Regions from separate parts of the Sus scrofa genome. Here region 2 is linked to region 1. Evidence: chromatin contacts called from public Hi-C data. All regions are on one chromosome and are shown on one strand. Each heading gives the region's core, a stretch centred on a gene start, on an enhancer-like site or on the middle of the called end of the contact. The rest is flanking DNA. Distances are from core to core; before and after follow the strand shown. Region 1 holds the start of LOC106508909. Region 2 overlaps PREP (prolyl endopeptidase).

Region 1 (6,220 bases), core at 2,018-4,517:
GCACAGGTGTGATACTTCCTAACTCAGGTGTGAAACCTATGGCTGTTGATTCTGCCAATGGGCTGGACTCGGTGTAATTCATCTTGAAAATTCCTATAAAAACAAACAAAAGGAAGATAAAAAAATGACAGCTGTATTTTATCACCCCAATGGGTGTTACACCAAATTATTTCTGTGACCTAAATGTTAATGAATAGATTTCTCTGGTGTTTATGAATTAGGCCCAGGTTCAAATCCCGGCTCTGTCACATTTTAAATATATCCTTATCAGTTAATGATAATACTTCACTGACTTTATGATTAAATGAAATATATAAAATACTTAGCATAGTGTACTACTATTCCTTGACATAGATATATGTCTATAGATAGATATATATCTCCATATATTTATATACTTGTATCTAAACATACTTGGAGGAGAGAGGAATAAGGGAATTAACTAGTCTCAAAGACAAAAACCAATGTTCATAAACCACAGCAATTACAAAGTTATTTATCATAGCTTTCCATCATAGTCCCACTGGTGACACTGACTCCAACCAAACACAGGAAAAATAACTAGAAAAACAGATTTTTTTTCATACTTTCAAAAAAAATTAACACCCTATTATTTACTATTTGAAGGCTTAGGATATTTGGAAGGTTCTAATTTTATGCTGTTGTTAAATCACTATGTAATACATATATACATTCCATGTTCTCGCATATGCACATGGTAAATACATTATTTATTTATAGAGAGTCTCTGTAGAGAGAGACTTTACATTTACTCCTTCTCTACCTGCCTAAAGATCTAAAAATAATAAATAAAAATCTACTTTCTTTCCCATAAAAATTCTAACTGGTAGCATCTCACAAATTGGAAAGTAGTAAATTTCCTTACATGGAGGAGGAGTCGTGAATGTACATTTGCCTACTTAGTATTAGAATCTGTAGCAAATACATTTCAAAGAATATACATTTTACACATGCCTACCTAAGCCTTAATGCAAAGGGCCATTATTTCCTGACTATATGATCTGTCTTTGTTTCCTGGTACTTAAAAAAACTCTTCCTATTATTAATTATACAAATTGGCCCCTGTCAAAAATTATGTAGTTTTACAGAATGTTTGAATTGCTCTGTTTCAGAGAAAGAATTCCAAACAGGGACCCAAAATACCTTTAGATTGAATTTAGAAATATGAATTTCTTTCCAAAGAAGAGTGTGCCATAAGCCTTACTTTTCCATTTTTTTTATTACTAAAAAAAAACAAAACAAAAAAAAACAAAACAAAAAAAAACTAAAGGTTTTAGGTGGTAGAATAAATTGCATTGGGTTGGGCTTTTTGAAAGGATGTTAACAGATTAATGTGAAATAATTCCATATCTCTTAAGATAATGGAAAAACATACATACCCAAATTTATAAATTATGAATGAAATGATCAAGTCAATTAAAGAGCTCTTTCTATAATTCTAAAACAGATCATAAATACGAGAAATAGCTGAATTAGATATAGATTTGGTACAAAAAGGAAAGAAATCATAAAAGTTCAACTACTTTCCAAGTGTTTTTTTCACGTCAGTATACTTGATGTGTATTACATAAGTTATAGGTGCACAATCTAGTGATTTACAATTTTTAAAGGCTATCATTTATAGTTATAATAAAATACTGGCTATATTCCCTTCTTAATCCCCTTCTTTCCAAATGTTTGAGACAATAAAAATATAAGCCTATTGGGATGGGGAGGCATCATTATTTCAAAAACTCAATTTATAAAAAGTTTGTTTTCAAGAACCAAGCCAGACTCAATCTCATCATTTCTTCAGGAGGAAGAATGATATTAAATGTCCTGCAATACTCATGATGTCAACATTAGCTTATGCATTAGCATTATGTAAGCTAATAATAATTACCATTTCTAGGCAGTTTAGAAGGTGCTTTCACTCCCACTGTCCCATTTGTTCCTCTAATTACCCTATGTTCTTTATGGGGCAGGGACAGTGTCACATTCGTCTAGGTATATCCAAGGCCTAGACTCTGCAGAGAATGCCAGAGGCAGACGTGAAAGCCATATGGAAGAAGTTACAAAAGAATGACAAACACTTTTGGAAATTACTTTTCGGTCGCCCCAAACCTCAGTGGTAAAGACAAGAGAGTACCAAGCCTTCCTGAGGTTGAGAGGGTGAGGTTCTATACCACAAGCCCCAGGGAGACACATAAGCCAGGGGAAGTCACTTCTGCTCCTTGGGTCACCTTTTTCCTCGGAATTGAGACAACTGGATATGTTATCTTTGAAAGCCCTCCCAGTTTTACTAGTCTGTGGCTCTAACTCATATTTCTATAGTCAGTTAATGAATACATATTCCCCTTTAGATTCACTTATTACACCTACTGCCAACTAAACCACTGTAATTAAATTTCAAGCTTTTAAAAGTTCTCCAAGTGGCACTAAAGAATTAATTTCTGGTCAAGAGAAATGACAGGAAAACTATGATCTACTAACCCAAGAACCAAGGACACAGTAATATGAATCTTTAAAAGATGAGATAATCCTACAACACATTTTGATGCACCGCAATGTATTAAAAATATATAGTCCATATATTCATTTTATTTTCTCTATGTATTACATATTGCATAGTAATTAACATAATATATGATTCATTTTTGTATGTTTATAACATACAAAGTCTATTATTTACCTATGTATACTTACCTGTGTCTCTATTTTGAAACACCAGTAACCTATTGTCAATAAATATCGATCGGATCTTGCCGATTTCAGCTTCTTTTGACCACTACTTAAAGGAATTATGTGGCTTAAGCTGAACTATCCTTTATGCTGAGAACGAATTGATCTAACAAGGAAAAGTTAGACAGGTAAGTTGAGAAACGTTCAGATTAATTTTGACGAAATCAAGGCAAATTTTCTTTCTCCTATTAGTTCCCGGAGTCAAATTCCTTAAAGTCCCTGTTCTAGTAAAGTCCTGTATATCTACTGGTTTTCAAATAGGTGTGTGCAGGGCTGAACAGATAAAGGCGGAACTAACATTAACCCTTCACCAACCTACAGAATTGAAAAAGGTAACAGCGGTGAGCAAAAGTGGTGCTGGTAGACTCGCTCAATTCATTCTGCAATTCTAACTGAACCTTGGCATATCTTCGGAATGGCAAAAGGCATTAAGTTGCTAAGAGTCTTTTCACACTTATTCTTGCCTCAAAGCCAACAGTTTCTGGGACTTGTCCGGCCAGCAACCGGTTTCCTAAAGCCTCAAAAATGAAGGCGCGGGTGGATCACGGGTTCTCCAGCTATCTGCGCTCCCCAGGCGCCCTGTTCACCTTGCTCCTTAATGAGAGAGGGTCAGTGTCAGCTCTTCTTGACCCGAAGCTCTCGGGCTCCGGGGTGTGGGTAGTGAGCGCCTTGACCCACTTCGCATTCCCTGCGCCAAGCCAGGGCGGGCGGTACCGTGCGCCTAGCGGCCCTACAGGGGGCGAGGAGGAGCCGTAGTAGGTTCGCGGACCGGGAGCCCCGGGAGCCTCGCCGGGAGAGGAAAGGCCAGGCTCATCCACGGCTTGAGGGCAGCAGAGCGCGGGAATGGCCACCCGATGAGGCCGGAGCGCCCGAGGACGCTGGCGCTGTCAGACCCGAGTGGCGGCAGCTGACACCTGAGGGTCTCTGAGCGCGAAGCCCAAAACCGGGGTGAAGGGCGGCTTCCAAGGACAGGGAACCCCGGGAAGGCGCGGCTAGAAAGGCGAGGGCGGGGATCCCGGCGGCCGAGGCTTGGAAAACAGGCAGCCGCTGCCCGGGAGTGCAAAGTTGCTCCCAACCGAGCAGGGATCCAACTTTCGGTTCCCGATTTAGCCGGGGGAGAGCTGGGCTGCAAACAGCCGGGCGCGCTGGGGGAGCCGCCGACAGCTGCGCCTCCCGCTCCTTACCTGGCTAGTCCCTGGAGCAGAGCCTGGGCGGCGCTGGCCAAAGTTTGGGGAGTCAGCGGCGGGACGCGAGGGACACGGACGCGACGGCTCGACGGGCGCCAGACGCGAAAGCCTCGGCGGATCCGCGGGTCAGAAGGCTGCTGCGCGGATGCCGGGTCCCAGCGCTGGCAGCGGCTTTGACTAAAATAGGCATAGCGGAGACCGCAGCCAGGGCTGGGGCCGCACCGCGCACGCGCCCGGCGCCCCGGCGCCCCCCGGCGGGCGGAGTCCCCGGCCTTGGCCAGGACTCCCCGCCCGGCTCTTCCAAGTCGCCGCCGCGTCTGCACAAGCGTGGTACATTTGAAACACCCGCTTCTTTCTTTCCTGGTTTCCTCCCTACTTCTCGGTTCTGTCCTTGTTTGGGCATGAGTGGGGGGCGAGGAGCGTTTTGGGGTCAGCGGCGTTGGTTGCTCATCTCCGTGGGGATAACTCGAGCAACAGGGTTCTCGCAGAGAGAGCAATCAGGAATAGAAGAACTAGATCCTTCTTTTCCCCACAAAATCAAACGACCCATTCGCACAATTCCTTTCTGGGACAAACGCCAGCATCTCCGCACAAGCCGGAAGAACCGGGAGAGTGCGCAATCGGCGTCCGAGCATGGCAGCGAAGGTTGGCCGTTTGGTCCACAGGGACGCGGGACAGCGCCTCCGGGGACCCGGCAAGGAGCGGGAGCAAGCCAGCCCTGCTGCTGCAGGGGCACTTGGAAGGGCGCGTCGACCTGAGCCACGGTTTTATTTCCATAGAAGGAGGATACTTATCCGAAATTTACATTCTCGTGGAGGCGCCTGGCCCTCAGCTGTAGGCAAAGCTCCATCTGAATCTGGCACGTGTGTTTGGCATTGAAAACCAAGGTATGAAAGTATGGTCCAATCCATCATTACTTTTATAGAGGATCGTTCTTTTGGGTGAGGAATGCTGGGTGAATTAATGAAGAATTGGTATAGGGGAGGAGTTGGAGGACAAAAGAGTAAGTAAGGTTAGCTAGGCATTCAGTTTCCAGCCAGAAGTGTCCCGTGGACGGATAGAATTTGTGCTGATTATAAGAAGATGAGGTTTTTCCTGCGTGCCAAACATGACCTAAAGACCACAAGTACGTTATAAAGTGAGTACCTGGGTGTGCACACGCGCCAAGTCTGTCTAGTGGAGAAGCAGCGTCTTCAAGAACCTGGGCGATAGTGCTGCACAGGCCAGGTTTGAATCCTGCCTCTGCTACCAACTGACTGTGTGACCTTGGGGAAGTTACGTGGCTTTTCTGTGTCTGTTTCCTCTTGTGTTGAGGACTAAATGGCTAGATATATATAAGAGGCTTAGAATGGTGTGTGGTACATAGTAAATTCTATGTATGTGAATATATATTCTACTTACAAAGCTCTGTCTCTCACATTTGAAATTTGCTCTAACGGCCCAAGATTCATTTTCAAGGCTGCTTCTTCAGAGTCTTTTTCTTTTTAGCTGCTTGGCCAGCCATTTTGATAGCTACCACTACGTACATATTAAGTAAGGTTTAGTAATAAATGTGCATAAATCTATCTTTGCATGGATATTTGAGGATGGCTTATAATGACAAACACTGGAAATAATCTAAATTCTAACTATAGGGGACTAAGTAAATTATAGGACATCCAAACAATCTTGTTCTAAGCAGCCATTAAAATTGATTTATAAACAGATATTAGAGACATAATAACATCTGCTAATTATATAGAACAGAGGTTAGCAAACTCTGGCTCAAAGGCCTAGTCCACTGCCGATTTTTGCACAGCTCATGAGCTAAAATGGTTTTTACATTTTTTAATGGTCCAAATCACCAAAAGAAGAGTATTTCATGACATGTGAAAACGATATGAAACTCAAATTCACTGTCCATAAAGTTTAACTGGAACCCAGCCCCACGCTCGTTCATTTATGGCTGCTTTTGTGCCAAAAGGCAGCATTGAGGAGTTGTGGCAGAAACTATATGAACTTGCAAGGCCTAAAATATTTACAATCTGGGTCTTTACTGAAAAAAAGTGTACTGCCCCTTGATAGAGGATGTATTTTGTGCCAGGCAGTATTATACATGGTTCAGATATATTAAGCCATTGAATCCTCATGGAAAACTCTGTGAAGAAGTAGCTTCTGTTATTAATCTCCATTTTATAGCCAGGAAACTAAGATAACAGCAAGGTCGAGTAGGCTGCTCAGGCTCACACAGCTAGTGAGAAGCTGGGCCAGGATGTTAACCGGGCAGTGTAGTTCTGGAACTTACACTCTCG
Region 2 (6,220 bases), core at 2,355-4,854, 160 kb after region 1:
ACGCCAGAGCCACAGCAACGCGGGATCCGAGCCGTGTCTGCAACCTACACCACAGCTCACGGCAACACCGGATCGTTAACCCACTGAGCAAGGGCAGGGACCGAACCCGCAACCTCATGGTTCCTAGTTGGATTCGTTAACCACTGTGCCACGACGGGAACTCCCCTTCCTTTTTTTAAAAGAAAACTTTTATTACAACATTCTGTCCCTTATGTCGCTCCACTGAGCTTTCCTGCACAGCTTGTGACCCTTAGCCAGCCCTTTAAGTGTCACTAATGCTTGAAATCTTCTAATTCTAACCTAACCCACGGGGTTCCTTTCCTCCTCTGGGCTGCTGGGCACTCAGGAAATGCCAACTCACTTCATTACATATTAGTAATATTGAACACATGGGCTCTGAACGTATGCCTTAGGTCTTTTTTTCTTTCCTCTAATGAATTTACGTTTTTTTCCCCTTGACTTTTCTTTCCTATGTCTTTCCCAAGTGTCTTTCTTATACCTATTTTTTTGTGCCTAATTAATACCAAAGGAGCTGTTCTCAGTGTTCTCCATTTTCTTCCATTCCCAACACTGCCCACTGTAATCTCCTCCTCTTTGTCCCCAGCTTTGCCTATCTTCACGGGGGCCGTCTGTGTGGAGTTCTTGAAAGACCTGCCACCAACTTCACTCGCCCTCTATGACCCCAGAGAAAGACGGACCACTTGTTTCTTACCAAGTCCACCACCCTCAGAATCTTCTAGTTACCACAACTTTTCCTTTTTGTACTGTCTCCCTTTTTTGGGCAAACAAACAGACTCAAATTTCTCCTATCCCATATAACTAAAGAAAAGAAACAAAATCTTCTGTACTGCCCTGTTGGCCTCTCAAGCTAAATTTCCATCCCATTTCCTTCCTGATGAAACAAATCCACAGTAACCTACACCCACAGCTCACAGGTCCCCACATCTCACTCAGTCCTGTCCCCAAGAGCACCCTTTCAAAGGGCATCGATGAATATTTCCATCCTTCTTGTACCTCCATCCCTGCCTCTATATATAATGATGTATATCCTTGCCAATGTTTTCATATGCTTATAACAAAACCTCTATTTACACATATTCATATACACAGGTTAGTATTAAATGGCAATAGAATCAGTCCAATGTCAGGCTACAACTTCTGCCTCCTCTCTTACCAAGATATTATGAAATTCTTTCCAGGTGAGGACACCCAGACTTATTACCTCATCAAAAAGAAAAAAAAAAAAAAAAAAAAAGGCTGTCTAGTATTTTATCGTATGAAAGTACACACATTTATTTAACTGTTTTCTCTTCAAAGGCTATTCAAACTATTCTTTGTTTTTCTGTTAATCAACAATGATGGAGTAAGTCCCTTTTACATAAATCTTAAGTACTTATGCTATGATTTTTCTTTTTCTTTTTTTTTGGAGGGGTCTTTTTAGGGCCGCAACTGAGGCATATGGAGGTTCCCAGGCTGGGGTCAAAATGGAGCTTTAGCCTGTGGCCTATGCCACAGCCACCATAATGCCAGATCCAAGATGCATCTGTGACCTACACCACAGATCACAGCAATGGCAGCACCAGATCCTTAAACCACTGAACAAGGCCAGGGATCGAACCTGTGTTCTCATGGATACCAGTCAAATTCACTTCTGCTGAATCACAATGGGAACTCCTGCTATGATTTATACAGGATATATTTTTAGACATGAGCCAGCTAGATTAAAGTGTATGTACATTTAAAACGTCGATAGATTCTGACAAATAATTCTCTAAAAATGGTATATCAACATAAGCTCTTAATGACAGTTATTACCTAAGTGTCAATTTCTCATTAGCAGTGGATGTTAAGATGGATTTTAATCTTCGCTAGTCTAAGAGGCAAACATTACCATCTCATTATCATTTTAAGATTCAGTTTTTAAGTTACGAGACATTTTCATCTGTTACTGTATAGCTCTTCCTCAGAAAACAAAGTGTGCCTACCTTTTCGTGTGTTACTTTCTCATTAGTTTACAGAAATTCTTCTTTTTTTTTTTTTTTTTTTTTTTTTGCTTTTTAGGGCCACACTTGTGGCATATAGAAGTTTCGAAGATAGCAGTCCAATTGGAGCTACAGCTGCCGGGCTACACCACAGCCATAGCCACATCAGATCCTAGCTGTGTCTGCAACCTACACCATAGCTCTCAGCGATGCTAGATCCTTAACCCAGTGAGCAAGGCCAGGGATCATACCCGTAACCTCAAGGTTCCTAGTCAGATTTGTTTCTGCTGCACCATAACGGGAACTCCCAGAAACTTTTCTTATATTAAGGATATTTACCCTTTTTTTCCTACCATACATTTTGTTGGTATTTCCTCCCCATCCATATAGCCTGTTTTTAAACTTTCTTTGAATATAGATGCCACACACACACACACATATATTTATGTGTATACATATATATATATATATATTTACGTATGTGTGCACACACACACAAATAGATAGGACTCCCTCACTCCAAGTTGTAGAAAATATTTTTTTGTATTTTGAATTTTTATATTTATAGTTATAACCCAAATGAAGTTTATTTTTACATATAGCCTAGTATCTAACCGCTCTTCCCCAAATGGCCAACTACTACACCAGAATAATTCTTTTCCCCACTGTTCAGAAATGCCACTTTTGAATTAGGTTCTGCCCAGGCCTCATCCATTTCGATTCCTATCTGGCAACTGCTTCTTTGGCTTCCAAGTTGGAATATTTCTCTTTTCCAACTTTCCCAACAGATCTACTACTAGCTCTTCCTCCTGCTGCCAAATGCATTGTTTTGCAGTTGTCTACTTTTGGTCTTCTCTTTTCTCTGTGAATTCCCCACCTGCCATCTCACAGAGCTCCAGTAAACTACCCTGGGCTAAGGACCTTCATTCTACACTGGCAGGTCCCCATGAGGGGCTGGTTAGGAAGCCCCTCTGGCTGCACTGCTCTGAGGGCTATGGTTGCACACGGTGGGTGGCCTGTCTGCATCCACAAGCCAACGTGCTCTAGGAATACCTGGTACGGGCTCCTCTTTGGGGCCTCTCGTTTTGGCTAGCAACAGGGGTCCCTTGTCACACCCCAACTGCCAACTCTGGAATCGCATCCTGTGTCAAGGACCCCACCCTCAGGCACCAGTTCCTCCATTCCTCTCCCATGTGTACTGGTGACCCCGCCCGGTTCCCTCTGCTGCACTAGTCTCAGACTACCTGGTTTCCTGACTCCTCTCATTTACTAAAAAGAAGCTGTGGCAGGAGTAATAGAACCCTGGACTATTATTAGTAACATATACTAATCACAATGTACTTTTTATATTTATATCATACAGAAGCCATTGGTGCTTGATGAGGAGACAACTGCTGGAGCTTAAACCCACGGGCGTGTTCCTATTATTCAATAGTTTATTGCTACAACAACACTCAGGTTCAAGTTAAAAAGCAGAAAGGCTTATTATACTTCATTCCCTCATACTTGTAACCAAATGAGAGTGAACTGACAATACAAATCCATTCCTTTAGAGTGTCCATTGCGGGCACAGCCCTGTACTGAAATGCCAAAGCCTTCAGGGGCCCCTTAGTGGACAGGAAAACAAAGTGCTCACATGGGATCTAGCAGGAAGCCACTTGAGGAACAGAAAGGCTGTCCGTCACCCAGGGCCAACTGCTCACGCCAAGCTGACCCCCTCCCCCCGCCCCCCCATCTTCCCCGATCCTGTCAGTGACAGAGCAAACACTTTGTGGGGCAGAGCCAGTCCAACCAGGAGCTGGTGACACCGACATGAGCCCCAGGGTCTTTGCCTGGCACACCTGTCCACCTTTACAGACACAAGCACCACCAAAGAAACTGAGATGGACAGAAGGTCTTTAGAAGGACCCATGAGACCTCATGCGAGGGACTCTCTTGGCATGTTTCTATGTGTCCCCTTCATCAGGGACACCACAGCCGAAAAATAAACAAGACCATGATCAAAGCCACAGTTATTCTAGACGTGAGTGAGCTGACCAACTGATCGAACACTGAATTAAGAAAGGTTCCTTCCTTAATCTAGTGTTCCTCCCTTTTAAAACTTAAATTCTTCATTGCGAGACGCTCACAGCAGCATGACAATGTTAGTCCATACTTAAAACCAGGACATTCAGCACAAGGTGATAAGGAACCAGACCCCCTGGGAAGCCCAGGCCACTTCTCCACAAAGGATGGAGATGGGTATTTTCAAGCAGTTGTGAGACTGTGCCACCTGGGGAAGAAAGCTGGTGTCAGCTCTTTCTCAGCCCTAGGATCATCCCAAATCCTGGGGAGAAACATGAGACCGCTACTCTGGGACCTCATCTAGCTGGTCACCCTCTTATTTTACAGCGAGAAACCTGAGATCCATGAAGCTAAGATAAAGGCCAAGGTAGCACTGCCAGTGCCTATAAAATTATCTCCTAGTCCCAAAGTAATTCACTTCAAGCTGTTACTTCCTGGAAGCATCTTTACTGGGTGTAATTATGTAAAATTTTGCAAACGTTAGAACCTTTGGCATAGGTATAATAGTTCCTCCTTCCCCCAAGACAGTGATCACCAGTTTCTGTGGAATCTAGGGGACAAATATTTGGCTAGAGATATCATACTTTATTTACTTTTCTGTTTCTGTTACCCTCTTGAAAACATTCATTCCAGACAGAGGGGTTATTATTACTATTTTTAAGGCAAAATGAAGTCTGCTTATAAAGATCCTTATCCCAGGAGTCATCAATGTTAAAATCTTGAGGACAGAAAGAATATTAAAACAGTAACAAAAATCCCACTCTCTCACACCATTCTACTAAAAAATTCAATTGTATTTTTAAAAGGCACAATTCACTTCAGAATGAAACAAAAAATACTTGAGAGAACATAAGCAAATTAAAGCCAACTTGCTAAGTAATCACTTTAAAGCAGCTCATTTTGCACATTTAAAACCAGATGCTAATGAACAACTGTTTCACAGATAAGCATTCACTGATCTTTGAGATGAATCCTTTAAATTAAAAAACACTTGAGGAAAAGAAAGAAAAGGTTTATATAATTGTACCTCATCAAAAGTGTCAGAAATGAGCCATTCTTATTGTCAAGTATGACAGTGCAGAAGTATCACTAAATATAGAGTGCTTTTACTCTGGAAGTGTGTTGGCACAGAGGGCACTCCCTGTATGTATGTCCAGCTGTCTTAACATGTGAATCTGGTTTCTTACAGATGAAATAAAAGCATATTCCTTTAAAGGAAAAACAGGAGCAAGGGAATGTAACAAATCAAGGTTCCGTTACTGTTCTTCAGAATGACATCAGGGAGTTCCCGTTGTGGCTCAGTGGGTTACGAACTTGAGTAGTATCCATGAGGATGCAGGTTCGATCCCTGGCCTCAGTGGGCTAAGGATCCGGAGTTGCCCTGAGCTGTGATGTAGGTTGCAGAGAAAGCTTGGATCCTGTGTTGCTGTGGCTGTGGTGTAGGCTGGCAGCTACAGCTCTGATTCAACCCCTAGCCTGGGAACCTCCGTATGTTGCAGATGCGGCCCTAAAAAAGCAAAAAAAAAAAAAAAAAAAAAGAATGACATCAGTCATGAAAAGATCACCTCTCTCTCTACCGAAATGATTCCTTTTCTTGAGATAAAGATATTTAGTAATAAAATCAATCTTGCTAACACATTTGAACATGTGTAACCATTTAACTTCCTCAAACAAGCGATCTTCACCCCCACAGTTTGCTCCCTGAGGCAAACGCCAGGACTCTCCTTATCACCGGTAATGGGATGTGCTCATCCTCAGAAGATGAAGGAAAACTGTAAAGTGCAAGCCTTTCGCAGAGGAGAATGTCTGGTGACAGCAACTCCCACCTAATTTTAGAGGCTCACAGGTTGAAAGGAGAATGTTCACGAAAGGGTGCTGAGCTTCCCTTTTCATCAGACCTGACAGAGGCCACTCGTGTGGCCTGTGCTGAGTGTGGCAAATACATGTGACGAGGAGCAGAGCTGCTCAGAAATTCCATGCTCAATGCAGACAGGGAACAAGACATTCCATCACCCAAAGAGCTGGGCAGAGGGCAACCTCTGTGCCCCATTATCTTGTAAGACAAGTGGATGCAGAACTGTGAGGAGGCCCTGTACATTTCTGTGCTTAGGTTAAAAATACCAGCCCGGCACTGGGAGGCTGTAATCCTATCTCTTTCACAGACTTGATTTTGG

What was found. A called contact is a pair of places that touch in the nucleus more often than the background predicts.
Region 2: a contact with region 1 is called in a Hi-C map of skeletal muscle, with 4 times the contacts expected there. The contact joins the enhancer-like site here to the promoter of LOC106508909 in region 1. A contact is called at or near these places in 1 of 5 promoter capture datasets (liver), 4 of 47 Hi-C or Micro-C datasets (fetal heart ventricle, heart right ventricle and skeletal muscle) and 1 of 2 datasets of contacts at active chromatin or transcription factors (skeletal muscle).

What each region holds. Positions count from the first base shown.
Region 1 is chr1:71,356,145-71,362,364 of Sscrofa11.1, forward strand. LOC106508909 reads left to right here and starts at 3,268. Exons shown (of 6, transcript XM_021084573.1): 1 at 3,268-3,350; 2 at 3,445-3,628; 3 at 3,935-4,816. The coding sequence starts at 3,268. The coding sequence ends at 4,687. BVES (blood vessel epicardial substance) reads right to left here and starts at 4,111. Exons shown (of 8, transcript NM_001348416.1): 1 at 3,927-4,111; 2 at 1-93. The coding sequence starts at 82.
Region 2 is chr1:71,518,912-71,525,131 of Sscrofa11.1, forward strand. All of the region lies in intron 10 of PREP (prolyl endopeptidase), which reads right to left. Among named protein-coding and RNA genes, the nearest start is that of PREP, 110 kb to the right of the region's middle. Within about 2 kb of position 3,605, at least 3 of the 83 cell types and tissues checked have an H3K27ac peak or open chromatin away from gene starts, as enhancers often do. A contact at or near this core is called in skeletal muscle, where this site is marked.